Regions from separate parts of the Mus musculus genome. Here regions 2, 3, 4 and 5 are each linked to region 1. The links are chromatin contacts, called in public Hi-C, HiCAR-type and HiChIP or PLAC-seq maps. All regions are on one chromosome and are shown on one strand. Each heading gives the region's core, a stretch centred on a gene start, on an enhancer-like site or on the middle of the called end of the contact. The rest is flanking DNA. Distances are from core to core; before and after follow the strand shown.

Region 1 (4,314 bases), core at 457-2,956:
GACTTCTCTGATACTACATTGTTGTCATAGAAATACAAACCAGGGCTCGCCCACTCGCCCTTTGCCCATTTCCACCCCCTCAGAGTAGAATTGAGGGACCTGTTCTGCCTTGTAGGCATGAGCATAATGCTGGGTTGGTTGGCTGGGCCAAGTTTGTTTCTTCAGGTTGGGTGTTTGTGGATTAGTGTAAGATGCCCTTTTGTGGGTCCCTACCGGGAAGGGGGAAAAAAAAAACACCTCAGAGAGGTGGAAGTTTGACCCTCTTTTGGGAGGAGAGCAGGGAGGATGGGGAGGAGTCTTGGGGCTGACCTAGAGTCTAGGGAGAGGCCTGGGAGTGCCCACTGTGGTCAGTGCGGCTGTCTGCCAGCACAGAGGGCACAGGACCTGACAGGACGTTAGCTAAGCCTAGCAATCCAGCCTAGTCTCCTACAAGCTCCTTGTTTAGATTAGCCTGGAACCACACAGGAGGCCTGGCAGGCTCTTCCTTCCCGAGGAAAGCTAGGCCAGCTCCCTCCGTGTCACCCAGGTTGCAGCAACTCAAGCGTAAACTGGGTGGCCCGGTCCAAGTCTCTCCTCCTCTGTGTGCAAATTGGACACGACTAACCTTGCCATATTTAGCGCAGTGCTAACGGCCGACCGCTCGCCTCCAAGGGGTAATCATGCAGGCACAAATTCGGGAAGCCGCTAAGCCTATGAGCAGTCTTATGAGCATTAAAAGTGTCCTCTTGGCCAGAAAGGTCGTTCATAACTTGGCTACCCTGCTGATGTACAGTCAGTGATATTGATTGATTAATGTATGAAAGCCCTAGATCCATTTGCTTCTATGAAAAAGAACGAAGCGCCGTCGACTCTCTATTTTCACCTCATCCCTTTGTTTGAAGGACACTTCCCCCCTTCTTTTTGTCTCGCCGGCTGTGTTTAAGGGGGTTTCAGAAAGCCAGTTTCTGCCAAGTAATGCGTTCACAAAAGGAACATTGATTCGAATCAGTGTCGCTCCAGCTACCCAGAAAGGTCTGCCAAGGAGTTGCTCTCGTATTAACCTTCTGTCCGTGAAGGAAGGAAGGATAAACAAGGCCTGGAGTCAGCTTCGTAGGGTTTGAATTTGGGTTCTGGACTTGATCTAAAATGATTTCTTCCATGTCTGATCCTGGTGTTGGTCAGTCTCGCCGTAGGAGTTTAGGGGCTAGGGGGAGCATTAAGTGAAGTTACCCCAACCCCCACCACATTCCACATCCAAGACAGGATGGTAGCAAAACTTTCCTCTGCCTTTGGCAACTTCCAAAGATTTTTTTTTTCTTTTACTGTTTACTTTTTAAAAAAATCCTATTATCCAGATTACCTAAAGAACTAGCTTGTCCATGAAAAGTCAAAATGGGGTTGTTGGTCTGTAAAGGCCTAAAATGTCATTGGGCTAGCCTGGTGTTTTGGATAAGCACGTCTTGGCAGCTGATGAGCAGTCGCTAAAGTTTTCTTTCTCTAGCTTTGTCAGAAATGACTAAGAAGTTGGCCAAGTGCGGGGCGTGCCTATCAGGCCATTTAGTCAGCTTTGGCTGGCCATCTTTTCTCTCTGGTGTTGGACCAAGAGTGGAAGTGTGTTTCCAGCAGGCTGGGGAGTCTAGGTGGAGAGGGGCACCATCCATGCGCGCCTGAGGAGGTGCATTCTGCATCTTCGCCTGCAGGTGTCAGCGTGGAGTTCTCCCTTCTGGCAGGCCCAGAGGGAAAAGCCGGTGACTGGATTCTTTTTTGATGGGCGATAGAAAGTGAAAGCTAGCCAGTCTGCCCGGCTGCTTTCTGTGAGCCAAACCTCACTCACCCAGCAAAGTGTACATCACAGGGGACGAAGATGGCCCCAGCTGTTCATTTAGTACAGCCCGGCAAAGAGTGACCACCTTCCTGTCCCTACTATGTGTCTCAGAGCAGAAACCAGTTACCCATGGGGTCCCAGCTTCCTGAGTATTATGGGAGATTGGGGCAGGAGCCATAGTACAGCTTCCCCTACGCTTGGGACTCATAAGACATCTGGGCCTTCCCAGGGATTGTGAACCTGAACTCCACCCAGATGCCTGGGCAGCTCCCCTTCCAAGGGGCATAAAAGCATCAGGGTGGGGCTTGCAGGTGAATTAGACATCTGTAGGGATGTGTGCTCTGCAAGTCCCCCCTCGTTAAAAGACGCTGTGGTATAAGCTAGCTGCATGTGGCCCCGGTGTCAGTGGAGACGTACTACTTTTACCCTGGTAACCGGAAGCTGCTCACCACCACCCACCCACCCCCACCCCGAAGCCGCCGGGTTTTGTAGGACCCTTTGAATAGTCCCTCCTGCTCAGCTATGAGCAGCGGTGCAGTGCTGCTGACTTTTGTGGTCTGACTGAAGTGCAGGTGCTGTGCCAGGCCTGCCAGCTTTCTCTTGTTTGCACAGCAAAGGCATGGCAGCCGGGCACCGCTTCTGGCGTGAGTTGCCCATACACGGTCGCATCAGTGTCTTTGCCTTCAGAGAAGCCAAAGTTGTGCTGCTGGAGTGCTGGCCCATACAGGGAGCCAAAGTGACTTCATGACATCGTTTAATTAACACCACGGCTTTCTGATAGCAGTCTAAACATGGAGCCTTTTGGTAACAGCGGGCGACTGACCTCTGACTTCTGATGAGTCCTGATATGTTTTTTTTCTAGGGCTTTCCCCCTGTTTGTTTGTTTGTTTGTTTGTTTATTAGTTTTCTAATAGTTTTCAACAGGTAAAAAGCAAAATCCTAAACATGCCTGTGATCCTAGGAGCTGAGAGGTATAAACTGGGGAATCCAGAGTCCATGGACCGCCTCAGCTACAGATGGGGTTCTGGGCTAGCCTGGACTCTGCAAGACAGCCACAACAAATTAGCAGTTAAGTTCCTCCTGTGGGGAAAGGTGGCACTTGTGACCAAACGAAGGAGATGCTCCCTCCGTTCTCCAGTCCGAGGCCAGCATGAACTGGGCTGCGATTGCCGTCCCTGTCTCCTATCACAGTGAGAAAAATCTGCCAGCCCTCTTTGAACTTGCTGGTGTAATCAGAGAGCTATGGTGCACCGAACCCCCGACACCCCCAGTTTCTCTGGCTGGAGCTCTGGGCTCCATATTCCTCTTGCCTGAACTCAAACAGACTTTAAGGCTTGCTTTCTCAAAGGGAAACCTTCCCTTGGTTTCCAGACCAGCCTTGGAACCTGTAATTCCCTCCTCCCTCTCTCTCTCTCTCTCTCTCTCTCTCTCTCTCTCTCTCTCTCTCTCTCTCTGCAGAATAAATTACAATTTGCCTGATTTTATTAAAGGCTTCATCTCCCTGCCGTCTTCCCTATCTCCAGAGTGTTTCTTCCTCAGTGGCCTGCTCTTCCTTCTCTAATGGACCTCAGCCCCACGCCTCCTTATTACAGACCGGCAGCGGCACATGTAATGCGTTTACCAGAGCTCTCACGCACACAGCGCCATTTCGCACGCATGCACGCATGCATGCACTCCAGTGTTGGGGGATCCTGATGGCGGAAGGTGTGGAAATCTGTCACCTGATCTCATTTTCTCCATTGTCAGATGTGCCGGGTATAACTGATGTTGAGGTTGGAGCATTTTGCCATCCATCTGCCATTAACCCAGCCTCCTGGAGTGGAGCTGACCACAGCATGGAATATATTTTGGGGGAAGGGGAGAGATTGAAGATGGAGAATTGCGGCATAAATCTCTCCCCGTGGCCCAGCCCTTTCTCTGTATAATTGGAACCCATTTATCTGGGCAGACCGGAGAGAATTTTGCAGTCTCCCCATTGCCCTCAAAGAGACCGATGGGTATTTGTTGCTTGAATTTAGAATGGTTTTTCCATTTGAACTTCCCCCCTCCCTCCTAAATTTGTGTTTTAATTTCTATTTCCTAGACTGATTCTCTCCCCCCCCCCCCCCACACACACACTCTGACACTAATTATACCAGCCGCATTGGGAGCTCTCACTGCTGGGAGGTACCTAGCTAAGTGTTAAGAAGGGTTTTAAAAACAGGCTGAACTCTTTCTTAATGAGGCTCCATCGGGTTCTCCTCCGGGTGGTTTTGTTTTGCTGATCTGTCAGTTTTTCAAGGATTTAATTGCACTTTTTTTTCCCCCTGTATTAGTCTTCGAGATTGGCCTATACAATCTAGCTATAAAGTACTTTTTTAAAAAGGCAAAAGTTAATAGTTTTATCCCTCACCTCCTTTTATTTTATTCTTTGCTTTGATTACTCCGAGGTCCTCATGAGAGTCGCTCTGGGGATCCAGCTGTAGCGAATCGTTTAGGGTGGGGACAGCACTTGGGTCCATAGAAGTCCT
Region 2 (4,314 bases), core at 1,136-3,635, 500 kb before region 1:
TGGTCACTGGTGATACAAACAGTTAGGATGGTGGTAATGATGAGGGTAAAAAGGTTCCCTCCGGACTTATCTGGAGGCTCATATCGGGCTTGAAGAACGGCAGCCCTAGGGCCCATCTCGGGCATCCATAATGGCCACCTGCGTGCACAGAAGCCATCTCTCTGCAGCTGTAAACCAGTCCACGTATCTGAGGATGCCGTAGTTCTGTGGGGGAAAGCAAGCACCTAGGTTGATTTGTTGCTCTAGAAGCCAAATGAGCTAATTAGATAATGTATATCTAAAGTGCTCAGAATGGGCTTAGCACCTGGGAGACTCTTAGGAAATGGAGACGGGGGAAGAAGAAGAGGTGCAAGAGGCTGCATGAAGGACTCAGAGACTAGGATCCTTCCCTGTAAAATGGGAAGAATAGCAACAATAATAATAACAACCAATGATGATGACAACAACGATGCCTACTTGCTGTCTTGCATGCATATAAAGTTAGTTAAAATGAGAGGATAGGTCCTCAGCTGATAGTGTCTAATAAGGGTCACTATCATTGCAAGAAGCCCCACCTATCTTCATGTGTAGGCAAAGCAGGAAATGTGACTAAATCTGGGGCTTGTAAGTCTCTGCTCTATTTAGGATTTGCTGATGCTGGAGGGGTTCCACCCACAGCCTGAGATTCGAGCCAAAGTGCATCCCAGAAGATGCTCACAGTTGCCCTTTGAGGCAGAGACACACGTGTTCACAGTAGAAAGTGAGGAAGAAAAGGAGGAGGAAGAGAGACAGAAGAGGAGGAGGAAGGAGAAGAGGAGGAGGAGGAGGGAATGATGGCCACTTTCTTCATCAGGACCACGGTGATGGACTGTTAGTTCCAGAGAGCCATTAGAAGCTTCCAGGTCGAAGGTAGAGACAGCTCCCGTTTGCACTTGAAGGGGAGTCTTCCACCCATAGGCTGGAGGCTGGCTTTATCCAGTTTCCAATGAAGGGCCAGTGAGTATGCCCATTTAAGGACGTCCTTCAGAGCGCTTTAGCTGGATTCCTATTTACCCATGACATATGCAACCGAGGAGTTCCCACTGAGGCACGGCACTTACCTCTCCCCCTTATTTTGTTCTTTTGGTTGGTTGGTTGGTTGGTTGGTTGGTTGGTCGGTTGGTTGGTTTGGTTTGGTTGGTTTGTTTTAAGATCTGAGTTTGTGGGATTCACTAAGAGACTTTATTTTTAGAACTCTGCCCAAAGGTGGGGGAGATAGATCAGCCAGCAGGAGCAGGGAGACCTGTGTGTAGATCTCCAGCGCATACGTAAACGTGAGGTAGGATGAAGGCTAGAGTCCAGGCAGTGAAGAGGCAGAGACAGAAGGATGTCTAGGCTTGCTGGCCAACCAGTCTCGCCAGTTCTGTAAGCTCCGGGTTCTGTGAGAGACCCTGCAACCCGTCTCAAAAAATAAGCGGGTAGGAGCACCCACAACCACAGTGGTCATTTGTCATTAGTGCTGTGCCCAGCTGTCATCACAGGAGTTCCTCACTACAGCCTCAGGTGGCTAGTACAGAGACCTATACCTGGTCAAAGTGAGACCATCAGCGATAGATTGCTCAGCCCCACTGGGGACAACTATAGCACTCAACACCAAGGCTCAGGGGACACTGAGGAAGAGGGCGTGGAAAGGATGTAAAAGCCAAGGAGAGGGAGATTTGCAGCAAAAGATGTCTTCTGCCCTGACGTCACCATATAGCTCGTGAATACACTGAAACTGGGGGGACCTGCACAACCTGTCCCTAAGTCACCACAGGAGGGGGAGGGGCACATAAGGCCTCACCCCTTTCCTAGCAGCTATTGGCAGTATCAGTTGTCGAGGAAAGAGTTATTTTCTTCAGTAGCAAACAGAGAAGCTGATCTTGCTCCAATGAATAGCCCCTCACTCGTGCCCGGGCAAGAATCTCTCATTCATTTAATGCATGGTCTCCACAGAGAGAGAACATGAGCAGAGGAAAGGGACTTAGCCAGAGGAGTGACAGTGGGACAGGAAGGGAGTAGGGGAGGAGAACGGGATGCAAATGACTAAAAAAATTCATCATATACATATATAAAACTGTCAAACGATGAAAATAATAATGCAAAAAAACATGCAAAAATAATAATAAAGTGGGAAATGGTTTAAAGAAGACACCCATTGTCAACCTCTGGCCTACACACACACACACACACACACACACACACATATACACACACACATGCAGCTCCGTACAAGTGGTTTTCTTCCATCTTTGCCTAGACAAGACCGTCCTGAGATCCAAAGCAACAATCGCCCCAGCACCAGGACAGTCTTGGCACTCTGTCCATATGTCCCTTGCTTTGGCCTTGAAGCCCCGCCCACTGTGTTTCCTGGGAGCTGACAGGCCTCACAGTCTGGAGACAACCGTTGCCAGCTTCCCCTTTTCAGGGCGCTTTAAGAAGTTCCCGTTTGGCTGTATTGGCCTGGCTTCCTTTGACTTTTCCGGGGGCACCTCCCGCCCTCCCAGTTCAAATCCTTTCTCGGATTCGCTATTGTTTGACTCCACGGTGCTTTTTGAATGTCAGAGCGAATTTGTGTTTCCAGTAAAGAAAGCACCTTTTTTTTTTTTTTTGCTTTGGGGGCCTGTTTTTAAAAATTGCATGGGATCTTAATTCCCGTGGAAAACTTAACTGTATCCCCAAGAAAAGGAACAAACAGGCAGAGAAAACCAGTGAGCGGGGCGGCCCCATGCCTTCACTCGCCCTGGCAGCCACACAATTGCATACAGCCAAGCTGACTAATGTTGACGTATCCAGGTTGGAAATGACAGGATATTGTGGAGGGCCAGTCACTTAATGAACCCCTGCGGGACCATCTTGGTTACTAACAATTTCTCTCTAACTCATGAGGCAGGGGAATCTCAAGCCCCCAGTGTTTCACTCCGTCACGTTCCCCCGCTGCCCCCTCTCCCCCCACCCCCGCCCTGCTCTGCACAAACAAACCAATTATGGCAACGGATATAAATTGGACCCCTTTTCTGAAAACGCTCCCTCAACCTTTTTTTGTCCGCCCTTCCTTCCTTGGCGCCAATCAGCTGGCTCACCAGGTGCACTGTGTGCCTGCACTCAGACTCAAACGCAAGTGCACACAAGTGTGTACGTGTGCACACTGCGGTGTGTATTCTGTACACAGCCTTCACTGATGTTTCTGCCCTTGGATTCAAGTTGGTTTTAGTCATCTATATATTCCTTTAATAATATTTTTCATGGAATACAACTTAAAAATCTTTTTTTTTAATTAGATATTTTCTTTATTTACATTTCAAATACTGTCCCTATACCCTTCCCCCGCCCTGCTCCCCTACTCACCCACTTCCACTTCTTGGCCCTGGCGTTCTCCTGTACTGGGGCATATAAAGTTATAGGGGCCTCTCTTCCCAATGATGACCGACGAGGCCATCTTCTGCTCCATAGCTGTCTTGTGTGAGGCTATGCCAGTGCCTGGCAAATACAGAAGTGGATGCTCACAGTCATTTATTGGATGGAACACAGGGCCCCCAGTGGAAGAGCTAGAGAAAGTACCCAAGGAGCTTAAATATCTTTTTACTGCCTTTTACACTTCAGCCAGCCCCGAAACTCTTTCCATCCTGTACCTTAGGGAGACCACTAGAATAATTCTCAGGCAGTGCCTGAGTAATTCATATTACTGCTAACTGTCCTCTGTCTTAGGTTTCTATTGATGATTAGCTTAGAGGTTCTGTAGAGAGACCCATCCATGTTTACACAAAGCTATTATAACACTGGGTTTACAAACTTTTGTAAGAATTAAGGCATAAGAAATTGCCCAGCTGTCATGCAAGCTGTAAGAAGATAAGGAAAATCATTTTACAGCCATGCTACTCAACACACTCACAGGCCATTTCTGTCCAAGGAACTCTTTGTTAGAAATCCTCAGCAAGTTAGGAAACTCAGCGTAGGCATTTTGAAACACACTCACGGGAGATAAAGATATAAGCCTGTGTTAGCATGCTTTTCCTGTGTACTGAGGGGTCCAAGGTTTGAGGCTCAGGACCCTCCCTGAAAAAGAAGTATAGAAACTTTTCTATCAATCCACTGATACACTCTTCAAATGTTTTCCTTTTCTTTGTGTCTTTGGGGGGTTATGTGTACACATGTACATAGGCATTATGTGTGTGTGTGCACACATCTGTGTGTGTATGCACATATCTGTGTGTGTATGTGTTGTATGTGTGTGCACACATCTGTGTGTGTACACACATCTGTGTGTGTATGTGTGTGTTCACATCTCTGTGTGTGTACATCTGTGTGTGTGTGCGC
Region 3 (4,314 bases), core at 1,112-3,611, 360 kb after region 1:
TTGGTGAACCCTGATGGCTCTCTGGATCTGGAGCCCACACCTGGGACCAGTGGAGCAAAGATGGCTTCTGACAGCTTCCTGTGCTACCAAAAGCCTCGCAGTGGCTGAGTAGCCTCCTCTTCGTGGGTTCTCTCTTCTCCCCTCCCTTCCACATCCAAGCCCTTGTTTAGTCCCAGGTTCCATTAGAAATGCTATTTGGGCAGCAAATTTCACAGATTGGATCCATCTCAATGCTCTCATGCAAAGAAGGCACATCTGTCTGACTCTTCGTTTAAACTAAGGGGAAAAAAAAAATCAAAATACCAAAATGCCGTAGCCGCTCAGAGCTGTCTCCTAATGAACCTGTTTGTCCCATGAGCTGTAGTGAGGCGCTTGTCCTCGGTAAGAATTCTTTGTGCATATTAATATTATGCATGTTTTCCATGTGACTCCTCACTTGCCCTCACCCCATCCTTTGAATTCATTTAAATAAAAATAATTTATGTGGACATTCCTTCAGTCAGGATTTTCTCTTTCTCTTTCTTAAAGACATCCATAACACTCAGTTGATGCTTTGCATCCAAACCAAGTCGTTATGCCTTTGCATGTCATTAGAGCTTTATAAAGAACAACAGCGACATCTGCATGTGCCGAGGTGCCAGGAGATAGGAGAAAAAAAATACCGAAAACAAAACTCCACACTAGCTTGGAGGCTCTTTCTCCCCAGCAGCGCCTGCCACCACTGTGGATAGGAGTAATTGTACAGTGTAATCACATCATGTCTCATCTGAATATTCATAGCAGAGACAAAGCTTTGGAGGATAAGGGAGGAGTGGAGATAATTTAAATATAAGCCAGTGTCTCATTTCCAAATCAAGTTGTGCAGTTATGCCGTGCACCAGGATTCAATATTAAACCAACACCGTTTCACAGTTCGAAAATAGGACACGAAGAAGACGGAAGGGGCATGGTAAAGAAAGAGCGGTATTACATTCTCCTTCTTGGCTACGGACAAAACAAAAATGGACGGCAACAGAATAAAAAATCGTTAAAGTGATATTTGAAGAGTCACCAACAGTGGCTAACCAGCTGCTGGTTTACCAAGAATGAAATAGCCTATTGAGGGAACTTTAAAAGCCCTCAATTAATATGTTGAGCATGTATAAGATCCACAAAGAACTCACTGTATTTCCCACTTCCCCCCAGACATCCCCAGTACTCACAACTCCCCGAACCACCACCTTTCTTTTCTGTCAGGTGTGGGGTGGGGGAAAGATCAGAGCTACACAATAACTGGTTAACCTCTTCAAAACTGCGACAGCACCGGTCTTCACAATTAAAGGACAAAAACAAACACAAATAAAAAGGGTGACTTCATTAATGAGGGGATAAATTACCAATGACTTCTTCACTCTCTTTAGCTTATTACCCCCCAAACAAAACAAATATAATCCACATGTTAAAATCTCTTGTCTTCTTTCTTTGTTTTTGGTATGACGTTCTTTATTATGATTTTTTTTAAGTGTTGGTATTTGTAGAAGCTCCTGCCACTGTGTTCCCCAAAGAGCTACTAGTCTCAGCCCACTGGAGTTTATATTCCTTTAATTGTCTAGTGCAGGGACATTGCTGCCGATCTTAAAAATATACCGCTCTGCAGGAATTAGAGGAATCCAAGGTTGTATCCAACTTCAAAGGTTTCCAAGTCATAATGATTTTAGAAAGGCAGAAGACACATCATGGAAGGAACAAGCCCCCGTTTGAAGATAAGCATCATAGGGAATCTCTTTTTCCTTCCCTGTCTTCCCAACTTTGTGCTCCTCTCGGCTCTGGGTGCCCCCTCGCTAACGTAGTTTAATGATATGCAAATGAAATATGCATAAAACCATCCTACTGTATGATGATTAAACACTGGAGACATTAACAGCGGAGGCTTTACTCTGTATAATAATCCTTCCCGACCATCCACTTCGATTGCGGAGTTATGGAAACCCATAGCAGTTGGCAGAGAGAGGGGAAAGAGAGAAGGAAGAAGAGATGCAGGGGCACATCTCCCACTCGGTGCTTCTCCCACTCCCAAGGAGCTCCCCCAACCTTTGTACTGCACTAGTGCTGTCTTTTGTAATCCATCCATGCAGTCGCACCAGAGCGATTAACGGGGGGAAAAAACCTCTTTTCTCTTAATGTTTCAAAGCTCATTAGCCAAACGATTATTCCTCATTAACAGCGAAAGCTTATTCATTAAAAGGAAGGATATGCCCAAAAGATGCCAGCGCAGTTAATCCTGAGTCCCGTAACTGGACTGTAAATCCCAAACTACTTGTATATTCCATGCGAAAGGGGCACGCGCCAATCCACAATTAAAAGAAAAAAAAAAAAAGAAAAAGAACAAAAATGAAAACAGTTTGTGTGTTTTGTAAAATCCACAAGAGCAGCAATTAATATTCCCATTGAATTGACTTTAATTTTTGTGTGTGTGTCTCCCTTTTGTTTCCAGCGCCTGCCCCTGGCTCAGCGCCCGGTGCCAACAGAACACCTTCAGGATTCACAGCAACGCAGAAACCGTGAGTACCAGCCGCTTCCCTCAGACCCTTTTGCAGGATGTCTTTTTTTTTTTTTTTTTTCCTTAAGCACCTAAAACATAGAGACAAGGCTCTTTTCCCTTCTGCTCCTCAGCATCATGCCACCAGGGTTTGCCTGGTAGCCCCTTCCAAATCTCTCTGCCTTCAAGTTTGTACTTGTGTGTGTGGCATCCCTCCTCCTCCTCCTCCTCCTCCTCCTCCTCCTCCTCCTCCACTCCCATAGTGGATCTTGTAAAGGGGCTTCAGACGACCCCATTCATCTCCCCGGTGATAGCAGCGAATGTAGATAAATCTCTGGCTGCCTGCTTGCTGCTCCAGTATGATTTTTATTTTGTCTTCTGTGTGTACCTGGGTTAGAGAGTGGGATGCATACACACACACATACAAGTACATACTCAGATCTCCCAGTCTTTCCTCTGCCATCCTCTCCCACTTCTCAGACATGCATACACCACCCCACACACGTGTAAGTGCAAACCATATACACCTATATACGTACCCATACCTATAGCATGAAAATATATACATAGCTAAGCATTCAGTTTGTCAGAGAGTCTGTGTATTTGTATACACGCAGAGCCTTACACACATCTCTATATGCACTCGATGGTTGCCTGTTTTCACGTCTACCCATCTAGATAGCTCCTTTTAAACATTCCCTCTTTTCTCTCAGCAGAGGCTGTGTGCCATTTCCATCCAGGATTGGGAAAGCAGTATTCCTTCCTTAGAATTTCTATCTGTAGACCTTTATGTTTCCTTCTCTGCCTTCTTCGGAGCTATAAAATTGGCATCTTTCCCTGAGGTTTTCCGAATGGCAAGTGGTACCGGCTGTGGCATGCATTCATGCCGATTCCTCAGGCATTTCTCTTCCGATGTCTGCCTTTCCTCTTTGTTGTTGACTTGGCTGAACGGTGTGTTGTTGTTGTTGTTTTTTTAAGTTAATTATAAACGAAGTTGAGTAGCAAATAAGCCAGTAGCTTGCCCTCTCAAAAAAAAATTAATGAAAAAACAAAAATAGCCCACACAAGTGCCTTCTGCTGCAACAGATGCCCACATCACCCTTGGCATGGGCAACGGACAAACAGTTTGGGTGGTTGATGATTTTCTCTGACTGTCGCTGTATCTGTTGTTTGTTTTCCTTGTTTCTTTTTGATTTTTCAAGATGTCCAGGACCCCGGCCTCTGCTTGGAACGGAATGGTGTCATGGCGGAGACAACGGCCTTTGTCTTGCTGGGTGTGAAAACATCCGCCGTGCTGGCTCTTCCACTGCGGCAGAATCAAGTTTAAATGAAAAAAGTGATTAAAGTCAGCTTTGTGCTTCTTTGGTGTGGAAGACCCCAAAACCCCAAGTAGCCGATTCCCAGGGTCCAAGGAAGGGCTCATAGTTGGAGCAGCCTGGGCTGTAATCCTGGCACTTGCGCCTTGCGTTGCTGCTTGCTGTTCGCTCCTGGGGGTCTGGATAATCTCCCTTGGCTTTACCGCACTGTCTGGCCCGCATACAGGGCCCGGTAACATATACCCGCTGCTGCTATCACACGAAACTGTGGCGTTGCCCCTGAATGGATGGCACCGTGCCAACTCTTCTGCCATCCGCCCTTGCAGCTTTTTTTTCTTTTCTCCCGCCCTCCCCTTCTTCTCCTCCTCCCGTCGACTTGACGTTAATTAACACACGGGTTAATTGATTTTAAAAGCCGAAGAATTACAGTTAACTTTTCCCACAGGGTACAGACGCCAGCCGCTTGGCACACTCTGCCTT
Region 4 (4,314 bases), core at 1,008-3,507, 300 kb before region 1:
TGGGGGCTTGGATTCCATTCTTCATGCATGTGCAGAATGCTCTGTTATCTTCTGAGCCACCTTCCCAGCCCCTGTGTTTTTGGGGGTGGTTTTTTGTTTCTTCTTTTTAATGCAACAGCTTATCAGTGGAGGAAATGAGTGTTTTTTTAAAGCATAGTCTGCATGAAACATCAAAGAGGGGCCCACATAAAGAGCTCTCTTCTTCAGGAGGACAAAGCGAAGTCCTGTGATGGATAAATGTTCAACAGTCGGGTGGTTTTTCTTTTTTTTTTTTCCTTTTCCTTTTCCTTTTCTCTTTCTTTCTTTCTTGTTTGTTTGTTTGTTTGTTTGTTTTGAGACAAGGTTTCTCTGTATAGCCCTGGCTGTCCTAGAACTCAACTCACTTTGTAGACCAGGCTGGCCTCGAACTAAAAAAATCCACCTGCCTCTGCCTCCCCAAATGCTGGGACTAAAGGCATGCACCTGCACCACCACCACCTGGCTGGGTGTTTTTTTTTCTAAATGAGAAAGGAAGGAAGGAAGGAGGGAGGGAGGGAAGGAAGGAAGGAAGGAAGGAAGGAAGGAAGGAAGGAAGGAAGGAAGGAAGGAAGGAAGGAAGGAAGGAAGGAAGGGGAGAAAAAAGAGAGAGAAAAGAAAAGAATGAAAAGAAAAGAAAAAAGAAAGGAAAGGAAAGGAAAGGAAAGGAAAAGAAAAGAAAAGAAAAGAAAAGAAAAGAAAAGAAAAGAAAAGAAAAGAAAAGAAAAGAAAAGAAAGCTTTATCTGGAAACTAGAGAATTGCTTGTTTATCCACAAAGCATTTGTTGAGCACCTGTTGTATGCCTAGTACTCCACTGAGCAATTTTATATCATTCCAGGAAATCCTACAATAACTCTCTAAGCAGATCACATTGTCCACATCTTGTAGTCTAGGAAGTTGTCCTAAGGAAAAACGGAAAATGAGGAGGAAGAGGAGATGGCAAGTATAGGAGGAGGAGGAGCAACAGGAAGAAGGGGAGGAGCAATAAGAAGATGGGGAGGAGCAACAGGAAGACGGGGAGGAGCCCATCTGTCAGTGTGCCCTCAGTGTTGCTCATAGATGTCCCTTCTGAAGCATAATTCGGCTCAAGTCATCTCTTCTTATAAAAATCCACTGTAAGAGATGGCACGAATGCCTTAGCATTGCTTCCAATGTTTTCTGTAAACTCTCTGAGCTTGCCAACTCTGTTTCCTGATAGCACAGGTAGGAGATAATCAATCAACACTTGGCAGTATAAACTTGTTGAATATCGCTCTGAATTTGATTAAGGAATGAGATACGGTATTTTTTATTTCTACTTTTTTTTTTTTTAGATTCAAGTTTAAAGTCTTTTTCCTCCCAAACACGATTTCACAGATATTAAATCCTCCTCCTTTCCTCACGCTCACAGATGGATTTTATATTTTAGTTACAGATACTAGATAGTTTAGAATGTTCCAGAAGGATAAGGAAAAATAAAACCCACCCTGGAATGCCAGGGAAAATATTTGAAGGAAGACTTTTCTCATGAAAATGAGCCATCACCCCCCACTGTAGGCTTAGCACCTACTCTACCCTCTGACTAAGCCCATTTGACTACCACACACACCCACCCACCCACACACACACACACACACACACACACTCACACACACTCACACACCTTGGGGGCAAGGGTCAGCATGGAACCTCTTGGTTTCAAAGAAAGCAGGTCATAAACACAGGAATTTTACTGGCTCACCTTCAATTCTTCATTTCATTGTCAATGTTTCCGGTCCTACAACCTTCTCTTGCAGTTGACAGCCAAGGTATGTGTGTGTTGCTGGGTGTCTTCTGTTTATGCTTAGCTTTCCGAGTGTGGATTCTTGTCATCTGTGAAGGCCTTGCTGGTAGCTACACGGCTGCTGCTCCTCACTGCCAAGGTATTGACCTTCAGTCACTCTGAAAATGGAACTTTGGGCCTCTGCTTCTAGGCCTGGCCCGGCAAAGGTTATAAAAATACCAGTTGGTGAAAGGAAAACCCTCCCGTGTCAGATGGAACAAGGCACAGGTCAAGTCTAAAGGAAGGCTTGGCCACCCCTTAAAGAATCTATGTTCTACTGCGGAAGACAAGAAGCCAAGGCCTTCAGACTGAGAGTGGTCAAAGCCAAGGACACAAACCAGGCCTCTTCCCAGACACATGGCCTCATCCCCAAGGTCCAGCTCCCTATAGACGCGTGTTCTGGCAGAAGTTTGAAATTGCTGCCGATTCTGCAACTGCTTTTCATTTAAAGGGCTCCGGGTCACCGTATCAAAGAGTGACAGAGCAGCAACACAAGATTGTAGCGCCCTGTGAACTGATGAAGAAACGCCTAGTCAGTGCTAGCCAATCACCACTGTGTGCTTCTGGGGGTGGGGGTGGGGGGTGGGGGAATAAGCATGCCCTGGAAGCCAGTCAGAACAAGTTCTGAGGGACAGAGGAGCCCAGCTCAGCAGCTCTGAACACAACTTCCAAAAACAAACAGTAAAGGGACAGACAATTCAGGATTTTCCAGAACTGAAAGCATTGTGACTTCTACCTTGTCAACGCCGCGACCTCTGGACAGATGGAAAGAGACAGGCTCAGAGACGTTCCCAGACAGGGAATTCACCCAAAAGCGTGACTGAGCGAGCAACTGCTCACAGTAACTCAACTCTGAAATCTTTAAGAACAGGGAAGCAGGCCAGGGTAATGAGGCAGCCGCCGCAGCGTCTTCTAAGGCCAAGTCAGAGTATCTACATTGGTGGTTCTCAACCTTCCTACTGCTGAGACCCTTTAATACAGTTCCTCACGTTGTAGTGATTCCATTAAGATATTTTCATTGTTACAACATAACAGTCAGGTTGCTACTGTTGTGAGTCATAATGGAAATATCTGTGTTTTCCAGTGGTCTTAGGTAACCCCTGTGAAAGGGTTAATTGATACCCCCCCCAAAAGGGTTTGTAACCCTCAGGCTGAGAATCAGTGGTCTAGATGCTCTTGTCGAGGTCCTTTGCACCCCTTCTTCTTTTTTCCCAGCTCTGAGGACAAGGTCAGTGTTGCTCAAAACTCATCCAGATCGATCCAGATCTCAGCAACACCAAGAAGCAGACATCGAGCCCCAGAGAGACAGGATGAGGACATCCTGACTCTAGCTTGACAAAAGCACATGGCCTCATGGGAAGGAAACACCACGTGTGCCTTGGGTGGCACCTAAGCTATGTCTGCACACATGGAGTGTTTGGATGTGGGCTGTTTTCAGCCCAAAGTTAACACTCTCAGCAGCTTCACACAGATGACGAAAGGTCCCACCACACACAGAGGCCTCCCAGAAACCATATCCCCAACACTCATCTCCTATCAACAGGCATCCCATAAATGGTCCTCCCTGCCCCTGTTTGTCATGAAACCCATTTGTCACACAATGGTTTCGCCTGATGCTCTCTGAGTGAGTGTTGCATACCCACAGTCAAAGGCATGAAAGGAAAGAAAAGCACTGTAGGTTACAAGGGCAGAACTTGACCTCAAGACCATTCCGAGATAATGGAGCCAGAGATGATGTTACACAGCCTCCTGTGGGCTTCCCCTGTCCATCACATGGAAGCTCATGCTGCCCCTTAGCAGATCAGAGCAGCTCAGGGAGATAGTCCTACTTGTTCAGCCAGTAATGGCAAAAGGAAATTTATGGGAGACTGCAAAATAGGACACCCTTGCATCTCCAACCCCAATGGGACCTTTCAGAAGCCATTTATTTTTTCGTTTCTTTTCTTATTAGTATATATTAATTGTATACACTAACAATTTTCAATATGATATTTCCATTCATGGATGTATATACTGTACTCTGGTCATATACACCCATTGTTGTAATTCAAATATGAAATCTCCCTTTCACACTCATTGTTTTGAACTCTTGGTCCCCAATGGGTAGCACTGTTTTGGAAGATTGTAAAAACCTCTAGGACTATGGACTAGCTAGCAGAGGGAGGTTGCTGGGGATGAATCTTGAAGACACTTGCTTCCACTTCCTGCCTGGAGCACTGTTTCCTGATCCTCTGCGATGTCAGCAAGTCATGCCACAGGTTCCTGCTGCCTCATCTGCCTTGCCTTCCCTGCCATGGTAAAGACCACACCCTCTGAACTGTGAGCCAAAATAAATCCTTCCCACCTTGACTTGCTTCCACCAAAGGCTCTCAGCAGTGAGAAAAGCAACTGACATGATCACATATCTCTGTGATTCAAGAATGATCTAAAGAAGTAAGATAAGACCTGGGTAGCTCAGCAGATAACTGAGCAGATGCCCAACAACTGGAGTTCAGTC
Region 5 (4,314 bases), core at 573-3,072, 270 kb after region 1:
AAAAATAGGGGGTATTTAATTTTTTGAGGAAATAAATGTAGACTTTTATATTTAGGTGCCCATATATTTAGCCTTTTAACAAATAAAATGAAATATGAGAATTGGCTGAAAAAACTAGGTTAAGGGTTCCTCTTATTGACTTAGTGCAATCAGATGTATTTTCCATAATTAGACCATTAATATGCTCTTAAAATATGTATCTACCTACAAATGAGAAAAAGGCAGCTCAAATTCCTAGCTCAAGTTCCAAGACACATGGTAAGGCTAAGGGTTTAAGAGAAGAAACGCTGGTATGTAGAGCTAACACTGGGGATTTAGGTGAGGAACTTCTGAGGACAAGAATTTCAAGATTATTAGAAACAGATGGCAAGATGTTCATGCAGGAAAATAGAAAACACATAGGGAAAAAATAATTAACTCATATGAAATGGAAACTAATAACCCAAAGCATCCAAGATATTCAATGTTTGAAGCATTGCTGCCTGGCTGTGGGATTACATGGATAAATTATAATTTCATAAAGCTCATACCAAGGGTTGCCCCTATGGGAAAGAAGAGGCTTTTCTTATAAAATACGTGTTATCTTTTCCTTTTATATTTAGCGTGTGTATGTTTTATGTATGTGTAAGGGTGCACGCAACAGGATACCTGTAGAAGTTCGAGAACAAGCTCTAGGAATCAACTCTAATTCTAGGGAACAAAGTCAGATCATCATGCCTGGTGGTAAGCACGTTGACCCATTAAGACCCCAAATTTATATGTGTGTGTGTGTGTGTGTGTGTGTGTGTGTGTGTGTGTATGTGTATGTGTATATGTATGTATGTGTGTGTATATATATATATATGGAGAGAGAGAGAGAGAGAGAGAGAGAGAGAGAGAGAGAGTGTGTGTGTGTCTCACTTTGTAGCCCCTGCTGCCCTGCTGATCTGGAACTCTCTACGTAGACCAGGCCCGCCTTGAGATCCACCTGCTTTTTTCTCCTGAGTTTAGGACTGAAGGTGTGTATTACTACGCCCAATTCAAGGCTAAAGTTTAAAAGTAGTTTTTAGAATAGCAGAGGATTTAAAAATAACTGACAAAATAAAAAGAAACAGCAGCTATAAATGAAAAAAACAATGAAACACTTATTTTCTAGGAACCGTTCATCTTGATTCAGCTTACTGATTCCAAATAGTTGAAATGAAAACATTTTTTCTTTTCTTTTCTTTTTTTTTAATGGCAGAATGGTATTACTGTAAATTGTGATACAAGATTAAAATAGCTCCCTGCACAGTAAAATTTGTCCTGAAGATTCTTTTGACAATTTTATGTCACCATGTGGTATGAGACCACTGATGAAAAATGTAGCAATTATGAGGGACAGAGGACTGTAAGTAAAACCTCATCTTGTTCAACAATAAAGATAATTTTACACTAATACTCAAGAAGGAAATAGCAGCTCTGAGCTTTATCTGTGTTAGTCTGCCATTCGCAAGTAAAACAACGTATTATATGGCGGAAGTGCTATAGTCTTAAGAAAACATGAGGACGACAAACATTAAGTAGGATCAGATTAAAAAACCAAATTGTAGAGAAACTTCATTAATGATTTATACGAGAGGGTACACATCATGTTAATTTAATTTACAGACGATGGTGAATCGGATGGTGTTGACAAAACCAGAGAGGGCACATAAAAGAGACCTAAAGTGGTTAGAAATATGGGCAGGAAATGAAATGTGATTCAACCTGGAAAAATGCAGCTAGAAAGTACATCTGGAGAGAATAAACAGAAACACAGTCATTCTGTTGGCAGCCTAGACGGTGCTTGGCAAGTCGTACTGCCAAGGGACTTGATTCGTGATGATAGTGTCAGCAAATTATGTATGGTCTCGCAACACGGTCCTCGGTGAGATCAGTCAGTGAGATTTTAGTATGTACATCTAAGAGCTCCGCATCACATCGCTGGAAGCTAAGTTCTTTTACTAGCACTGCCGAGATCACAATGAGAATACCAGTTTGTGGCCCCACACTTGATTCAGTTAAGCAAATTGCCTAATGTTCAAACTAGAAAATAAATGTAGGGCAAGCTTCAGACTTTAACTTACACCGAAAGATTAAAGGAAAACATGTTGTTCGTTCATTTTTTCTATTACGTCCAGTTACAGCACTTCACAAATATTCAAAAGACGTAAACATCATGGAAGTCAAGTCACTTTAAAGGTAGGTTAAGAGGCTTTATGGTTAAGTACTGGGATGAAATTAAGTAACGGAAATTTAAGACGGAATCCGGGAAATGTTTTCTGACAGTGAAATCTATTAGTCTCTGGAATGGAGTCCCCAGAGAGCTGGGGGGAAGTTCCATTCTCTAGTCATTGGACTGGATCAAGGCTTGGACAAAAATCATTATTAACAAAACAAAATGAAAAGACAGAAGAAGAACCAGTTTCAGCATTTTGTATCAGCAGAGATGTGCACACACAGTGACGCCATCAGATCCCATCTGATTATCTTCTCCTTAGACGTCTCTGATGGGCCGTGGTCTATCATTAAGGAACCACCTATTATTATTTTTTTAATGAATGCTTTTTAAAAGATCAAATTCATATTTTCCAGCTCATAGACTTCAATTTCCTGGATTATTATTTCTTTCTTCCAAGTCATAGGAAAGCTAGAAACGGAAACAGCCTTCCTTCCCCTGGTGATGAGATACGGCCTTAAATATTCCAGACCTTTGAATCAGATCTCACGAGGTCTCTGAGCTCTGAAGCCCCACTTATATTATTGCATTAGAAACATATTGTGATTGCAGTTTTGCAACCACAACTATGGAATAAATGAAAATTCCTTTACTTCCTTTTCCGGCTTGGTCCAAAGAGAGACCCTCACCAGATGGCGTGCTCGGAGTTGCTACTTACTTTTAGCAAAGCAATTGAACGAGGTTTAAACAACATAAAGCATGCAGTTCATCAAACATAAGACATTTTGCCAACTGGGCCTTTAAATCACCTCGGATAACTTTGTTTATAATTGCGTTTAGTACCCTAACTTTTAAGGATAAAAGAACAAAGAAGATGAATACTTTGATATAAAAATCCATTTTAATACAAGTGTGATTTGTTTAAATAAAAACAAATACATTAAAATATATGTTAGGTTTTAGGTGAGATGTAAATGTATTTATTTAATATGTATATGTATCATATGTACATATGTAAATATATACAAATACATACATTCAATCTTAAACTTCATAAGTTATATTTTGCATTATCGGTCATCTTTGTTATTTCTTTTGAGGCAAATAAGCAGGTGTTTTGTTCTAGTACTGAACATCCCAGCTGGTGAGAAATGTGAGCTAAGAAAATATAGGCAGTATAGATAAATATCAATTTTTAAATACCATTTTTTTAGTTTTTGAGATTAAAATTATATCATCTTCCCCTTACCTTTTTTTCTTCCAAACCCTCCAAGGTACTCCATGCCTTGTTCTCTTTCAAATAGATAATCTCTTTTTATATATTGTTATGTAATACATGTGTAACAGCAAGTAAAGATATATATGTGTATGTGTGTGTATCTAATACATACACATCAATTTTGATAGAAGGATTTAGATAATTTCATAAAATTTGTTGATATAATAAAAATTATCTAGAAAGTGGTATTAAGAGTTAGAGTGGCCGGGCATGGTGGTGCATGCCTTTAATCCCAGCACTTGGGAGGCAGAGGCAGGCAGATTTCTGAGTTTGGGGTCAGCCTGGTCTACGGAGTGAGCTCCAGGACAGCCAGGGCTACATAGAGAAACCCTGTCTCAGAAAAACAAAAACAAGAGTTAGAGTGGACAGATTATTAATCAAGGTTTTCAAGAGATAGTCCATGTACATGCACATACACAAACACCCCCAAAAAACTATGGAGTGTGAATTTCTGCAAAGCAGGCGTCCCTGACTAAGTCTGAGAGCTGAACATTGCTGTAGAGAGCCATGAAGAGCAGGAGAATTTTCTCTGTCTGAGGAACATAGGCTTTTTGCTATGCTCAGGCCTTTGGTGGGTTGCGTATGGCCCTCTTACATGATCCATGTTATTCAGTCGACTGATTTAAATGCTGATCTCAACCAAAACACCTTTGATAGAACAGAGTAATGTTTGATCAAATATTTGGACATCCTGTGGTTCTGTGGGTACACACACACACACACACACACACACACACACACACCCTAACTGTCAGAAATCTAGAAGAGTTTGAACCAGATAACATTTTTAAGTGAGAAAATAACAGTAGAAATGATCTATGAAACTCTTCGAATACAATAAAGAGGAAAAACTAGG

The links. Hi-C and Micro-C count contacts between places; a contact is called where the count stands out from the background. HiCAR-type assays count read pairs that join an accessible place to other places. HiChIP or PLAC-seq counts read pairs in DNA pulled down with a chosen protein or histone mark.
Region 2: a Hi-C map of granulocyte-monocyte progenitors shows a contact between it and region 1, with 2.1 times the contacts expected there. The contact joins two enhancer-like sites. A contact is called at or near these places in 1 of 484 Hi-C or Micro-C datasets (granulocyte-monocyte progenitors), 3 of 115 datasets of contacts at active chromatin or transcription factors (embryonic basal ganglia, embryonic stem cells and microglia) and 1 of 9 other capture datasets (embryonic stem cells).
Region 3: a Hi-C map of cerebral cortex shows a contact between it and region 1, with 3 times the contacts expected there. The contact joins the promoter of 4922502B01Rik here to the enhancer-like site in region 1. A contact is called at or near these places in 2 of 39 promoter capture datasets (hippocampal neurons and maxillary cranial neural crest), 5 of 484 Hi-C or Micro-C datasets (cerebral cortex, cortical neurons, muscle stem cells and 2 more) and 5 of 115 datasets of contacts at active chromatin or transcription factors (astrocytes, embryonic basal ganglia, embryonic forebrain and 2 more).
Region 4: a contact with region 1 is called in a HiCAR-type map of fibro-adipogenic progenitors, with 5 times the contacts expected there. The contact joins the promoter of Lncbate1 here to the enhancer-like site in region 1. A contact is called at or near these places in 1 of 39 promoter capture datasets (liver), 1 of 15 datasets of contacts at CTCF or cohesin (embryonic stem cells), 3 of 484 Hi-C or Micro-C datasets (the C2C12 cell line, the HL-1 cell line and bone marrow-derived macrophages) and 3 of 115 datasets of contacts at active chromatin or transcription factors (DN3 thymocytes, bone marrow-derived macrophages and fibro-adipogenic progenitors).
Region 5: a contact with region 1 is called in an H3K27ac HiChIP or PLAC-seq map of embryonic fibroblasts, with 5 times the contacts expected there. The contact joins two enhancer-like sites. A contact is called at or near these places in 4 of 115 datasets of contacts at active chromatin or transcription factors (the NIH/3T3 cell line, embryonic basal ganglia, embryonic fibroblasts and 1 more).

The regions. Positions count from the first base shown.
Region 1 is chr8:108,885,120-108,889,433 of GRCm38.p6, forward strand. All of the region lies in intron 4 of Zfhx3 (zinc finger homeobox 3), which reads left to right. Among named protein-coding and RNA genes, the nearest start is that of Mir3108, 50 kb to the right of the region's middle. Within about 2 kb of position 1,707, at least 188 of the 459 cell types and tissues checked have an H3K27ac peak or open chromatin away from gene starts, as enhancers often do. A contact at or near this core is called in the C2C12 cell line, DN3 thymocytes, the HL-1 cell line and 9 more, where this site is marked.
Region 2 is chr8:108,384,971-108,389,284 of GRCm38.p6, forward strand. Gm51549 (a long non-coding RNA gene) reads right to left here. Exons shown (of 3, transcript XR_003947449.1): 2 at 1-204. It also overlaps a transcript of Zfhx3 not described here. Among named protein-coding and RNA genes, the nearest start is that of Gm51549, 6.9 kb to the right of the region's middle. Within about 2 kb of position 2,386, at least 57 of the 459 cell types and tissues checked have an H3K27ac peak or open chromatin away from gene starts, as enhancers often do. A contact at or near this core is called in granulocyte-monocyte progenitors, where this site is marked.
Region 3 is chr8:109,247,384-109,251,697 of GRCm38.p6, forward strand. 4922502B01Rik (RIKEN cDNA 4922502B01 gene) reads right to left here and starts at 2,362. Exons shown (of 5, transcript NR_151498.1): 1 at 1,377-2,362. D030068K23Rik (RIKEN cDNA D030068K23 gene) reads left to right here. Exons shown (of 10, transcript NR_126329.1): 9 at 2,474-2,540; 10 at 3,721-4,314.
Region 4 is chr8:108,582,420-108,586,733 of GRCm38.p6, forward strand. It overlaps Lncbate1 (brown adipose tissue enriched long non-coding RNA 1), which reads right to left and starts at 2,258. Exons shown (of 2, transcript NR_077224.1): 1 at 1,737-2,258. It also overlaps a transcript of Zfhx3 not described here.
Region 5 is chr8:109,153,884-109,158,197 of GRCm38.p6, forward strand. The region is part of intron 2 of D030068K23Rik (RIKEN cDNA D030068K23 gene); the gene reads left to right. All of the region lies in intron 1 of 4922502B01Rik (RIKEN cDNA 4922502B01 gene), which reads right to left. Among named protein-coding and RNA genes, the nearest start is that of D030068K23Rik, 81 kb to the left of the region's middle. Within about 2 kb of position 1,823, at least 70 of the 459 cell types and tissues checked have an H3K27ac peak or open chromatin away from gene starts, as enhancers often do. A contact at or near this core is called in embryonic fibroblasts and fibro-adipogenic progenitors, where this site is marked.